2 separate regions of the Gasterosteus aculeatus genome follow, and region 1 is linked to region 2. Evidence: chromatin contacts called from public Hi-C data. All regions are on one chromosome and are shown on one strand. Each heading gives the region's core, a stretch centred on a gene start, on an enhancer-like site or on the middle of the called end of the contact. The rest is flanking DNA. Distances are from core to core; before and after follow the strand shown.

The links. Hi-C and Micro-C count contacts between places; a contact is called where the count stands out from the background.
Region 1: a Hi-C map of skeletal muscle shows a contact between it and region 2, with 6 times the contacts expected there. The contact joins the enhancer-like site here to the promoter of sh3pxd2aa in region 2. A contact is called at or near these places in 2 of 6 Hi-C or Micro-C datasets (both in skeletal muscle).

The regions. Positions count from the first base shown.
Region 1 is chr9:2,629,725-2,636,190 of fGasAcu3.hap1.1, forward strand. sh3pxd2aa (SH3 and PX domains 2Aa) reads left to right here. Exons shown (of 14, transcript XM_078080130.1): 10 at 2,043-2,160; 11 at 3,070-3,473; 12 at 3,895-3,944; 13 at 4,280-4,399; 14 at 4,572-6,466. Among protein-coding and RNA genes, the nearest start is that of neurl1aa, 42 kb to the right of the region's middle. Within about 2 kb of position 4,132, at least 2 of the 9 cell types and tissues checked have open chromatin away from gene starts, as enhancers often do.
Region 2 is chr9:2,577,141-2,583,903 of fGasAcu3.hap1.1, forward strand. sh3pxd2aa (SH3 and PX domains 2Aa) reads left to right here and starts at 4,847. Exons shown (of 14, transcript XM_078080130.1): 1 at 4,847-6,391. The coding sequence starts at 6,209. stn1 (STN1 subunit of CST complex) reads left to right here. Exons shown (of 9, transcript XM_040186817.2): 1 at 1-10; 2 at 603-698; 3 at 1,198-1,272; 4 at 1,470-1,643; 5 at 1,737-1,848; 6 at 2,530-2,680; 7 at 2,982-3,104; 8 at 3,192-3,264; 9 at 3,538-4,101. The coding sequence ends at 3,695.

The DNA of each region.
Region 1 (6,466 bases), core at 2,882-5,381, 52 kb after region 2:
TTAGCTGTGGGAGCGGAGACGGATGCACACACACACACACACACCCCCCATCGAAGTCTCGGCGCAGATTATAATCACGTTTTTAAAACTCACTTCCCCAAACATAGAATGCACACCTTCGCTGTACACAGTGTTGCTGCTTAGCTAAAGCCAGCTCCCTCCGGTTTAAAATGCTGGGAAATGCTTGTATTTCTCCGAAAAAATGCTTCAATGCTGAAGGAGCGACCACACACACACAGAAAAAATACGTTCACGCAAAGCTGCAGCGCTTCGTTTTTTAGCAGTGGACATAACAAACTGCTGATTTAAGGACTCAAACTGCGCAGCACATCGTCCTTCATGCAGGGGAGCAGGAACCCAGTTCTTTATCAGGAGCCAGTCCTCAACACCCTCCAATCAACACTCAGCTAGAAGGAATTATCTAAAAGGAGACTGAAGGACAAGGACTGCTGCACGCTAATATTTTGAATGTAAATTGAGAATTAGGTCTTATATGCAGGTACCTCTCGCCCGTTGTAATCCCCTCCCCTCTTTAACTCGGTGTTTGCTCAACGAATAGAGACACCACGCTCCCTGCCTGATAAGGCATTGCTGAGCTGGCGTTATCAAAACGTGTGAGTGAGGTTTTACACACACTTGAGGTACAGTTTGATTGAGTAGCACTGGCAAAGGACAAAAACAAAGAGCGATTACTCTGCAGCCGGTTTGCTGACACACGCTGCAACGTTACGCCTCGTGAAGGAGACGGGACCTTAAGAGCAAAGTCAGGGCGCGCTCGCCTCTCCAATTGAATCAAAGTGTGAGGGTCAACCAGACGCACACAGCGCCAAAGAATTTGTTAGCAGGACATCAATACACATCCTAAACCATCCTATTTCTTATTCTCTGTTCATCTGCAGGCACTCGCACGACCCCACACACACACACACACACACACACGCACAGGCTTTCAGGCCTGGCATTCCACTCAGCAAGCAGAGGAAGTGGAGTCCCTGCCGTGGGGCGACTGTCCCGAGCTCCTTGAATGCACACATTCACATGAATAAGCAGACGCGCCTTTCAGATATCGTCCCTGACCTTCACGTGTTCTAGAAAAATCTCGTTCCCTCCAGCCAGGTCCTGGCTAACGCACGCGGACTCCGGACTCCTACTGACGATTTAGACGTGAAGGGCTCGTTCTAAACAAGCGATCCCGTAGTTACACTAATGGTCGTGTATTTGATGTTCCACTGGTACCGATGGGTCCTCTGAAAGGCCTCACACTCGACCTTTAAGTCATCCGATCACGAGCCACTGAGATGAGCTAACGTGTGTTGCACTGCTGGGAAGCTTGGTCTGACTTATGTTAGTAAGTACTGTGACCCTCTACACACCATGTAGAACGTGCTTCCCTTCAGGCCGGTTGTGAGGGAGGAGTGGTGGTCAGATAGGGATCTGAGACGAGAGAACTTGGTCCAAATATCTCCCTCTGGGGGCCCTGATGTCGGCCAGCCACTTGAAGGGGAATCTCCCTCTGGAGACCCTTCACATCTCGGACTAAAGCTGTTTGTGCCCCTTCCATCTGGCAGGAGGCTGAGGTCCATCAGGACCGAGACCTCACGCCACACAAACAGTTTCTTTCTCGTCAACAGAACCCGGGTCCCCGACTGACTCTGCTCCAAGCACACTTTCAAATACACTTGTGTATGATATCGTTGTGTTTGCCCGAGCACTTTTGTTCATGGCCATGTATGCACCACCCACCATGAGAAACTGATTGTGACGCTGAGCGAGATGCACGATCTGGATCGGGGGGGGAGAATAGCTCCAACGAGGACTCGCGTGGATGACAAACAAGCAGCGACAGGGAGCTGCTTGTTATTAATGTGTTTGTGTCGTATGGAAATAGTCCGAGGGTTTTAAGTAGGTCACGCTCCCCATGTTTCCCCCTCATAAGGCCTCTGGAAATATGTAAACTCCACAGTGGTCTCGCCGCTCGGTGTGAGAGGGCTTAATGACCCCAGGTCACTCACTGTGCTACTCTCTCTCCGTCCTTCCCCCAGAGGAGAAGTACCTGACCATACAGCCGCACTCCAGTCAAGGGAAGGATGAAGTGAGCTTCGAGAAAGGGGTCACCGTGGAGGTCATCCAGAAGAACTTGGAGGGCTGGTGGTACATCAGGTGAGTTGCAGAAGGAGAGAGGGGGGGGGGGGGGGGGGCTCTGCAGCTGTATTCTAATGTGTGTGTGTGCAGTTAACCCAGCCAGTGTGTGTGTACCCATTGTTCGTCTCCCTTCATCCCCCATTGCTGTCTCATGTTTCCATGTGGCATGTGACATGCACAGTGAATACGGCTAACATGTGTACATCAGCTTGGGATACTTTGTGATTGGAGGGGGTGGCGTCAGAGAGATTTGGGACATTGGTGACTCACCGTCATTGGAACGCACAGCGAGTCGTCTCAGAGCACAGCTCCACCAGGAAGCCGAACCCCAGATGTACGTGCTTCTCCAGGGAAGTCTAAACATCAGGGATTCTTTTCTCTTCTGGGGATTCCTCCTGGTCGCTGCTCGACTGTCTGCAGCACGAAGTGATCGGACGTGTTTTGAGTGAAGAGTAGCCCACAGAGAGGCAAATGACTCACGTATTTGCATATGCAGACCCATTGATCCACGAAGCACTCTGAAATGACTCATTTGGATGAAGCAAGAAAGTTACGCATTAAAATGGTGTTCAACACACAGGATCTTATTTGGGTCATTTCATTCCCTAGTGGCGTCCCAGGGAATGTATCCCGCTGAGGTGTGAGTTATGGTCAAAGTAATATCAAAGCATTTCTTCAAGGGGCACTGGTGATGCACTATTGCACCTTACAGAAAGGAAGAGGTTGTAATAATAATTCCATCCCTGTGGGTCAAGCTCCAGAAACTCTACATTTCCCATAATGCCTAGTACACAACCGGACCTTTCAAACTGACTCCATAAAGTGATGATGTGTGAGCTTGGAACAGGCTCCTTTGGATAATATAACACAGAGATACCTTCGTCAGGATTTACTATTGAACACGGGTCCTTCTGTGTTTGCCCACAGATACTTGGGGAAAGAGGGCTGGGCTCCTGCCTCCTACTTGAAAAAGATGAAGGAAGACTTCTCCCCCCGCAAGAAGACCCTAACGGGCCCCGTGGAGATCATCGGCAACATCATGGAGATCAGCAACCTGTTGCAAAAGAAGTCGGTCAGCGAGAAGGACATCCAGACGGACGCGGAGGGCAGCACCACGCCGGAGCGCCACATCTCCAAGAGCGAGATCAGCCTCCCGGTGCCCTACAACTCCGAGATCAACGCCGAGACGGGCAGGAGGCTGAGCGCGGGCCGCGACACCAACAGCCCGTGTCTGGGAATAGCAGCGAGCGCCGCCCTGAGTGAGAATAAAGGAAGGGGCGAGCCAGGCTCCCCGGCTGTGGCCAGAGTGGCTCCGCACAGAGTGGAGATTGGTGAGTGCTCGTGGGGCGTCAGCAGACAATTGAGCTGTAAATGCAATGCAGCGATGGAGAGGAGCTTTTGTAGTCCTGGTATGAGACATTAAGGCTTTTCCTTTTGCGTAGTCTTTGATGCTGTAGGTAAACTACGTGATGGTGGTGGTGTAATCTAACACGTCACACTAATCTGTGCGGCTCAGTGTGTCTATTTCCATTTCAGTCACGTGCTCCTTGAAGCATCCTGAGCATTTATTTTCCAAATACATGAATGGTATCATGTAGAGAAATAAAATAATTAACAATAATAATAATTACGAGTTTTACCTCGGATATTAAAGTCTCATTCAAACAGAAATGAGGAATAAATACGACTCCATAGTTCTTAACTGTTGGATGTGGGTTCATAGTTTTAATAACATGTGTTTTTGTTTATCAGGGTCTCCAAATCTGAGACAAAAACCCCCCCCACGAAGAGAAACCAACTTGGTAAGACACTCACAAGCTGCTGCTCTCTAATAGCCAAGAGGACTTAAATGTGAATGTAGCCTCACCGAACTACCTTTGATCCCAGAGAAGAAGTAACTTTATTTTAAGAACAGCTCAAACACAGATGAGCTGTGAGAATTAGCATTGCACCCTTTAAAGCACAATAACAATGCCGTGATATTTCAGCATCTGAATGTGTCACTGACCATTTACATACTACACATACCATGTTATGTGTCATATCGCGCCATGAAACTTGAGCATGTCAAACGCCTTGTGATGCTGGCTAGATCCAGTATGTCTGCTGCTCACATCTCTTCCTCTTTGCTGTCCAGGGATTCCAGTTACCAAAGCCTCCAGAGCCCCCTGCTGTGGAAGCAGAGTATTACACCATAGCAGATTTCCAGTCCTCCATCTCTGATGGCATCAGTTTCCATGGAGGACAAAAGGCTGATGTAAGATGATGGTTCATTGTTATGTCCACCAAGTGCTACCCAGACAGACAGATATATTGATGTGTTAATGTTCGTCTTTAATGTAATAACATAATATTCTGGATCAGGTGCGTATCTCTGCATAAAAGACATACACTTTTTCAGATTGCTTATATCTTCCATGTCCATATAGGTGATAGAGAAGAACCCTGGAGGCTGGTGGTATGTGCAGATTGGAGAGATGGAGGGCTGGGCCCCCTGCTCCTACATCGACAAGCGGAAGAAGCCCAATCTCAGCCGACGGACCAGCACCCTGACCCGGCCCAAAGTCCCGCCCCCAGCTCCTCCTGTCAAAAAACAAGAGTCTGACGAGGCTCCTCCTCCCTCTAACTCTGCCTCTAAAGTCCCAGAGCTGCCGAGCAGGCCTGCGTACGAGGAACCTGAATATGATATTCCTGCAATCGGATGCGACGGTGAATCCGACACGGATTCACGGAAAAATGAGCGTGCCTTCGATGTGAAGATTACCAGCATGGCCAGCAACAAGTACCGCGGCCCCCCTCCTTCCTGCAAGGCCTCTCCTCCTGTCTGCAAGGCCCCTCCTGTCTGCAAGGCGTCCCCCGTGTTTACTCATCGAAGAGCGGCCTTCAGGTCTGCAGAAGAGGTTGCAAAAGAGGAGTGCGTCTATGAGAACGAAGGCTTCAGGCCAAGCAGTGGAGTTGAAAGAACTTCCGTCAAAGGTTCTAGTGAGCCAAATTCTCCAAGGAGCTACCATTCCTCCACCGTTCCACGCAGGCCATCCGGATCCTCCCCTTTAGCTGGTCGTCCCATGAAGGCCATTACACCAGAGGTCAACCGCAGAAGCCAGACTTTAGGCAGACATGTGGATATCCGCTTCAGGTCGCAGAACAACAGCCCCGGCTCTTCATCAGATGAATTGAGCAGAGGCCCCAAGAAAGGCTCCGCCTTCAACCGGGATGTGGAGCAGAGGATTGGTCAGAGCCCCTCCACCAGGCCCAAGCCTTCCGTCAGACCTAAACCGCTCCTGACCAAATCCGAGCCCCAGAGTCCAGAGAGGATGGACATCAACTCTTTGAGACGGCAGCTGAGGCCCACAAGTCAGTTCCGGCCTCACAGCCTCAAAGCCAGCCGCGGGGACGACTCTGAAACGGCCTCTGTCGTCTCATCAGAGGACTCGATGTGTTCACGCAGCACCTCGGATCTCTCTTCCGTCTACTCCAAAGGAAGCCGAGGGGAGTCAGACGTGGAAGGTCCCAACCTCTACCGCTCCCTGGATAACTATAAGAAGGTCCAGGACTCTGAGATCAGCTTTCCAGCCGGGGTGGAGGTCGAGGTCCTGGAGAAGCAGGAGAGCGGTTGGTGGTACATTCGTTGGGCATCCGAGGAGGGCTGGGCTCCTTCGTACTACCTGGAACCTGTCAGACCAGTGGGGGATGCAGGTAGGTTGGACCTGGGTAGACATGCTGGGAGTAAGTCCAACAGCCTGGAGAAAAACGAGCAGCACGTTCTGGCCCTGAACAACATCAACATCAACATCCAGGGTCCGAGCCAGCAGCATCAAGGTGTGAGGAGGGATACCCCGCCAATCCCTTCAAAGCCTCCTGGTGGCTTTTCCAAGCCTTCTGGGACAGTGAATGGAGCAGTGCGGATGAGGAACGGGGTACGTCAGGTGGCGGTGAGGCCTCAGTCGGTGTTTGTAACCACATCTCAGCCCGCCAAGGACTCACACTATATGACAGGGTCTCTGAGGCGGAACGACTCCCTCGGCAGAAGCGATCACTACGGCTCCGGTTCGGCCACTCTTGGCGTCCGCCGCAACGCCTCCTTCAGCACGGTGCGTCCACACGTCGTCGTAGAGAGTAACACGAGGCCCGCCGAGCGCTCCGGCCCGGGCTCCTCGGGGAGCGCGTTCAGCACGGGCAATGACTCCTTGAGCAGAGTTAACCAACGCAATGGCATCCCCGTGTCCACGGTGCGACCCAAGCCCATAGAGAAGGGCCAACTGATCCACAACAACCTGGGCAGGGACGTGTACGTGTCCATCGCCGACTACCGCGGCGACGAGGA
Region 2 (6,763 bases), core at 3,597-6,096:
CAGGTGCCAGGTACCGTTAGCGACTTAGGAGTAAATACGTAAACAGCGGCTAACGTTAGCCGGACTGTGTTTACACGTTGGGGCTTCACGAGGAGCGCTGCAGGTCTCACGTGGCCAAACACGACGATCCTCCACAGAGTGACGTCAGCTAACGTGACTGTGACGGTCTATTATCTACTATAAGTTAACTTTCGACACGTTATACAACATTTGCAATGTACGATATACATCCTTCTGTATATGTTAAGTCTTGGGTTAGTAAAAATCACATTGCTTACAAGATTGTTTTTTGAAAAAACATAACTTCATTAAAACTTTACAACATGAGCGCTGTAGTGTGCAACAGGACAAGCTGCCTGTCAGCAGGATCCCAACAACCTTTTAACATTTATAAATGTTTTCATAGAAAAGAACTATGTATGCATATATTTGTTTCAAATGTTTGGACACACTTCTCAGGATACTAAATGGTACATTAATTGAAACACCATATACATGTATAATGTTTCAATTAATGTACAATTTATTATTGGTATCATTACTGTTTGTTTTTTACTCCCCTGATTTTGACAATGATCATAATGAATACCTTTGTCTCACAGGTATTTACTTCTACAAACTGCATCCCATCTATAAAGTAGACGTTCTCGGCACAGTGGTTTACAAGAGAGAAAGAGATGACTTCTTCTGTTACGGAGGTGTGTAACAATCTCATCCATCCATCCATCCATCGTCAAACCGCTTATCCTGCACACAGGGTCGCGGGGGGGCCTGGAGTCCATCCCAGCCAACTTCGGGCGATAGACAGGATACAGTGCCTAATTAGGCTGCCTGTGGCTGGTGAAAGGGAGCTCAGCTTTCCAAAAAAATCAATCAATAATTACTCTTTTCACATTTCCTTCCCTTAGTCTAGTATAAAAAGTTGTTTCATATGAAATGTTTATGTGTGACAAATATATTACAAAAATAAAAAAAAACAGGACAGGGGTTTCACTGGACTGTGAATGCTGTCTCTGGGGGACATTTTGGGACCCATTATGCCATTTTTGGCAAAAAGCGTCATTCTGCCAGGTTGGGGATGAACATTGATAAAATCTCTGACGATGATCCAGTTTCTGTTGACATTTCATCAACCCCCCCCCAAATCACGATCACAAGCCAACACACATTTAGAGAATAAGTCTCCTTTGTTCCCAGTGGACGATGGTACTGGTGTGATAAACTGCCTCTGCTGGAAGAACGACCTGTTCAAGGAGGAGGACCCTGCCCCATGTGAGTTGGCAAACGCAGCGTTTAACTGCTTATATGAGCCTCACTTGAGTTAGTCATGTAAATAAATTCAATGTTTATTAGTGCAGCCTAATACTGGAGAATCATTATACATTAGACGCTGCATACACACAATGTCATTCGTTCATGTATCACCACAAGCCACTGAGTGCCTTTGCATAGAAATCTTTCATCTCCAGCAGGAGCACAGCACAGTGACGGGGCTCAAGGAGGCTTCAACCTGGTCGCCGAGCTAAAGAAGCTGAGAGAGACCCAGAGGAGCCGCTGCCGCCTGGAGATCGGAGAGCTGCTCCGGGTGAGGGGGCCGGTGAAGACGTCGAGGCAGCAGAGAGAAATCATGGCCTCCACATTCTGTGAGTGGACGGCGCTCCCCTGCAGACCACCACCGTCCACTTTCACAATGTAGCGTGCGGCTGTTCCCACCATTGATGTCTTGGTGTTCCCAGACAAAGTGGACGACCCGGTGATGGCGGTCCAGGTAGCGTGGATGATGGACGTTCCTCAGCTCTACAGACTGTGCTATGACAAACCGCCACAGCTTCAGCCTGATGCAGCAGGGTACAAACATTCATCTCTTAATGGACCATCACAGCAGCATGCAAATATTTACAGAAAGTTGGCGAGAGTAAATGTTTTATAATGAGTTTCAATCCACTTAGGAATATTGGTGTCAGTCAAAGTTGAACAGTGGAAAACAGTGTGGAATGCTAAATGGACTTTTTATAGCACACGACCGTTCAAAGTCTTCCCACTACGCGTCATTGCTCACACACACATTTATCCAAGCCCCTACTCGTGATTGACAGGTGGCACCACGGCGCTTTAAACTTTCCTCCTCTCCCAGAGAGTTTTAACACTCAAATCTCATATTTAGTGTTTTTTTTCTTAACTTCACCCTCTCACGTTCCTGCTGGTTCTAAAACAACATGAGGGTGACGGAGAAGAGTCCAAACTCTAAGCATACATATCTCCCATCAAGCTAGTACATATCAGGTGAGTTGCAACTCACTAGGACCAGGATGTGTGATAAGTGGTGAACACTGATGTACAACGCATACTCCCAGATGTTTGAATTGGACAGAAAATGTCTTGCATTCCCATAAAACATGTGGAATAATTGACATAACTTTCGCACACTGGCTGCACAACGCAGGCTCTCATCTGTCATCCATTCTGTCAACATGTGCGTAAGCATTGCTCTCAACTGTATCACAGACACATTGTTTTCCTCTTGTTCAGTGACTCGCCCATCAGCGTCGTCGGCAAGGCAACGAATATCATCAAGGATTTCTTTAAGCAGAAGTCGGTGACCAGGTTCCGACCCTATGATGTTCAGGACCTCCTGCAGCCTCTGATCCCCTGCCAGCCTCAAACCGCGAGCGCAGACCAGGTACAGCAATGGAATCCTCTCTCTGTGTGGTGGTGGAACCAAAAGGAAAATCTTGACAAAAAAGCTGCATTTGAAGTGTCCTTATGTGTGAACGAGGTGAGCAAACGCAGCTGGGATGTCACCCCTAGCGTAGAGGCTTGTTTGTATTCTTTTATGGGACATGTCATCCATTCATCAAGAGGACATCACACTGAGGTGTTTCCGTGTAGCAGCATTTTGAGAGCAGAACATTCTGGAGGTCTAAAAGTGTAAAACAAACGTAGCCTCGTGTCAGCTCTGTTGTGTCACTGTCGCTGTGAAGGAGCCAGTGGCAGGTCCGTCCGCATGCCAGCAGCTGCGGCAGCTTCTGAAGGAGGCGCTGCAGGTTCTACAGGACGAGGGAGTCGTGTACCGCAAGGTCAAATCCCAGGACGAAGTCTATAATGTAAGGACCATCAGAGACGTCTCCATTCCACCCGTCACTCGCCAGTTGGTCACGTTAGTGAGGACTCCTGCTGTTGCCCCCTCGCAGGTGACGGCACGTGACACAGATCTGCTCATCGCTGTCAAGGACGTTATCAGAGAGGACTCTCGGAGAGAAAAGTGTAAGTGCGCTTCCTCCTGTTGCTCTTGATTAGTGGAAACCGGTTCCAGCATTAATGTGGATGTCTCATGAGTCTTGGTGGTAAATGCAAGGTGTGTGTGTGTGTATTAGGGCTGGGTGTGTGATCGAACAGTAGTGTTTTCTGCCATAGAATGGGGGAAATAAAGCTCAACTTCTTATCGTCTTTTGAAAAAGCAACCGCCGCGAATTCCCCTTTTCGCTGCGAAGCCTCGGTTTCCTGCGTGCTGACGGGTGCTTCCTCCTGTGCTCGTAGATGCAGAGAAGGGCTGCCACATCCTGCACGTCCTGTCCGCGGTCCGACAGCGCCACAGCCTGAACGTGAGCAAGGCCACCCTGCAGCTGGTCCTCAAGTCCCTGGAGTGCAACAGCGACATCGTCAGCACCAGCGAAGACCATTACACCGCGTTTTAGTGTTACTCCGGATACTATGTGTGCTACGGCGTATTGCTCCACAACGCGTGGCTTTTGCCAGTTTGAAATGACTGCTGCATAAGGACATGTGAAAGGGAAGGTTTCAGGACGACTTTATCATTGTGGTAAACGTTCATCACGTTGAGTTTAATGAGAAAGAAATGACAGCGTGGGGCTCATGCATGGCTGGATTAACCCGCTAGAGAGGCACCCGGGGCCAAAATGTAAGCCCTCTACACGCCAGGGAAGTTTATTTTATGTCGATATAGTTACCATCTATTAGGACTATTTGTTTTTTTCAAATTGGTTTTGGTCACAGATAATTAAATGCATAGCGAGTCTATATATATATATAAAAATGTTTAAACCATGCTCCGAAATACCAATAAACTATGCATCACGGAAAGAGTTCCACTACGCGTTTTCTGTGACCAGGTCATTACCTGAATAACAATGCTACCTAAATCATAAAACGTAGATCTCACTGATAATTGAAGGACAATGTTAAAGAGCTCTGAACATCAAACAGTTCTGAACCTGCCTTTATCCAACATGCAGATGCACGCTCACCGTCCACCTTACAAGGTTTGACCCCCCCCCCGTTGCCTTCAGAACTGCCTTATTTCTTTGTGGCATTGGCAACATTCCTCAGGTCTTTTGGTCCGTATTGAAATGAGAGCATCACACAGGCCGTTGGAGTACAGCGAACTTGTCATGTTCGATAAGCCAGTTTGAGACGATACGAGCTTTGTGACGTGGTGCATTATCTGCTGGCCATCAGCAGATGGTACACTGTGGTCATAAAGGGATGACCATGGTCACCAACTGTCCATAGGTAGGCTGTGGAATTTAAACCATGCTCAAATAGTAAGTTAGTTAAATATCCATCACACCACCAGCAGCCTGAACCGTTGCTACAAGGCAGGAAGGATCCAAGCTTTCATGTTGTTTAAGCCAAATTGTGACCATCTGACTGTCACAGCTGGCATTGAGACTCATCAGACCAGGCAACATGTTTTCAATCTTGTATTGGTGAGCCAGTGTAAATGATGGTCTCTGTTTCCTGTTCTTAGTTAACAGGAGTGGCCCTTGGTGTGGTATTTTTTTGAGTGTTTATTTGAGTTACGATTGATTTGATTTGATTTGATTTGAAGAATTTTATTTCTTGAACATGTAGACACCAAATAATAAAAAATTTAAAAATCAACATAGACGTAGACCACAAAATGAGAAAATACACCTTTTGTTCAAGAAAAGGAGTAGGGGGAAGCAAAAGCTTATAGATACCCACCCCTTTCTTATCCATATTCTCAATTAGTATATATTACTTTGAAGATTAATATCATACATACATACACACACTCACACACACTCTCACCCACACACACGCACGCATACTCACACGCACAAATAAATACAATTTAAATTTCCTTCACTTAATATTTTCACAGATCTCATATTTGGCTAATGTGTATAATTTAAGATGTTTTTTGAACTGTGCAATATGTTTACAATCTTTGATCTTATCTGGTAAGTTGTTCCACAACTTCAATGTTGGAAACATTCTCCTCTTCCTCAACAAGGCATGTTGGTCCACACCACTTACTGGACAAGTTCTCTCTTTGGGACCATCCTCCGTACACGCTGGAGATGGTTGTGCGCCAAAACCCCAGTAGATCAGAAGTTTCTTGACCTACTCAGACCAGTCCGTGTGGCACCAACAACCACATTCACTCAAGTCCCCTTTCTGAATTTCAGCTAGTTGTCTTGACCACGTCTACACGCACAATGTGGCTGATTAACACAAATTGCTAGTGTATGTTGTTTACTGTATGGACACCAGCTAAATAAAAAGAAAGCACATTTAAGCATGTGAAATTAAACATCATTGTATTAATGAAAGAGGTGACATCATTGGCGTGTCACGGCGGCCGCTGGTGCGCGCGTCGCTGCGTGCACGGGGGGGCAGTGTTCCGTCGTTAATTGGCTCTCTCCTGGAGGGCAGGCGGCCGCTGATTGGTCAGCTTGTAAACATCTGTATCCATATCTCCGGCCAGGGAGCAGCGCGTGAGTCAGAGCGCGGACGGCGCTATCCCGACTCCGAACGCCCGGCCCGCGCGGAGGTCCGCTGACATGCAGCCGCGCTTCACTGTCGTAGAACGCGGGAGGACGAGCTGCGTTGGCCCCGAGGGGATGACCGACATGATACGGACACGCCGGCCCCCCGCTGCCCGAGGACGGAGCCCCGCGCTCGTGCCTTTTGCTTTATTTCTTATCTAGGTGGCCTCGAGGACGTCCGCGTGAAGCCCGTCCCACCGGGTTCCCCCTAAATTGCCCCGGCTCGCGCCGAACCACCGGGGGTTCCGCCCGGCTCCCTCCCGAGCGCACCGCCCGCCGGAGGCTCCCGGCGTGCGGCTGTCCCCCCGCGATAGGCACCGCGGCAGACACAAAGGACAGCCGCTCCGCGCCGCCTCTTCCACGCGCCGGGTCCGGCTGACACCGCTCAGCGATGCATGTCGGGATCTCTCTCCCGCGATAGGAGGCGGCTGATCCGGAGCAGCGGCAGCGGCAGCGGCAGCAGCAGCCTGTCTGTCGCGTCCATGCAGAGCCTCTGCAGGGTCAAGATGCAGTTCCGGACGGTGCTGGACGTGAAAGTCGTGGACGTGGAGAAGAGGCGCAGTCCGTCCAAACACTACGTGAGTCCTCTTGTTGCCCCGCGGCCCGCTCCCAGAGAGGAGTTAGCAGACGCAGTCCATCGGCTGCAGGGAGCCGCTGTCACGCAGCATCAACAGCATTGTGACTCCCAGCAGATGTGTTCTGACCGCAGCCCGGAGCTTCGACCCCCGAGGTCAAGGTTTCATTCATGGAGAAGTAGAATTAGCGCGTATGGTAACAGGTCCCGGGTTGAGATAACCACCAATAATCCAGGTGTTGTCTAGTCTTCTTCGTGGTTGGCACCATGTCTGAAATGGACAGTTCTCCTGCCCGTGTCTCTATGACTCTGAAGGTATCTGGCTGATAAAATGACCTCACACTATGTCCATTTAGTTGTTCTGGAGCCCATTGGT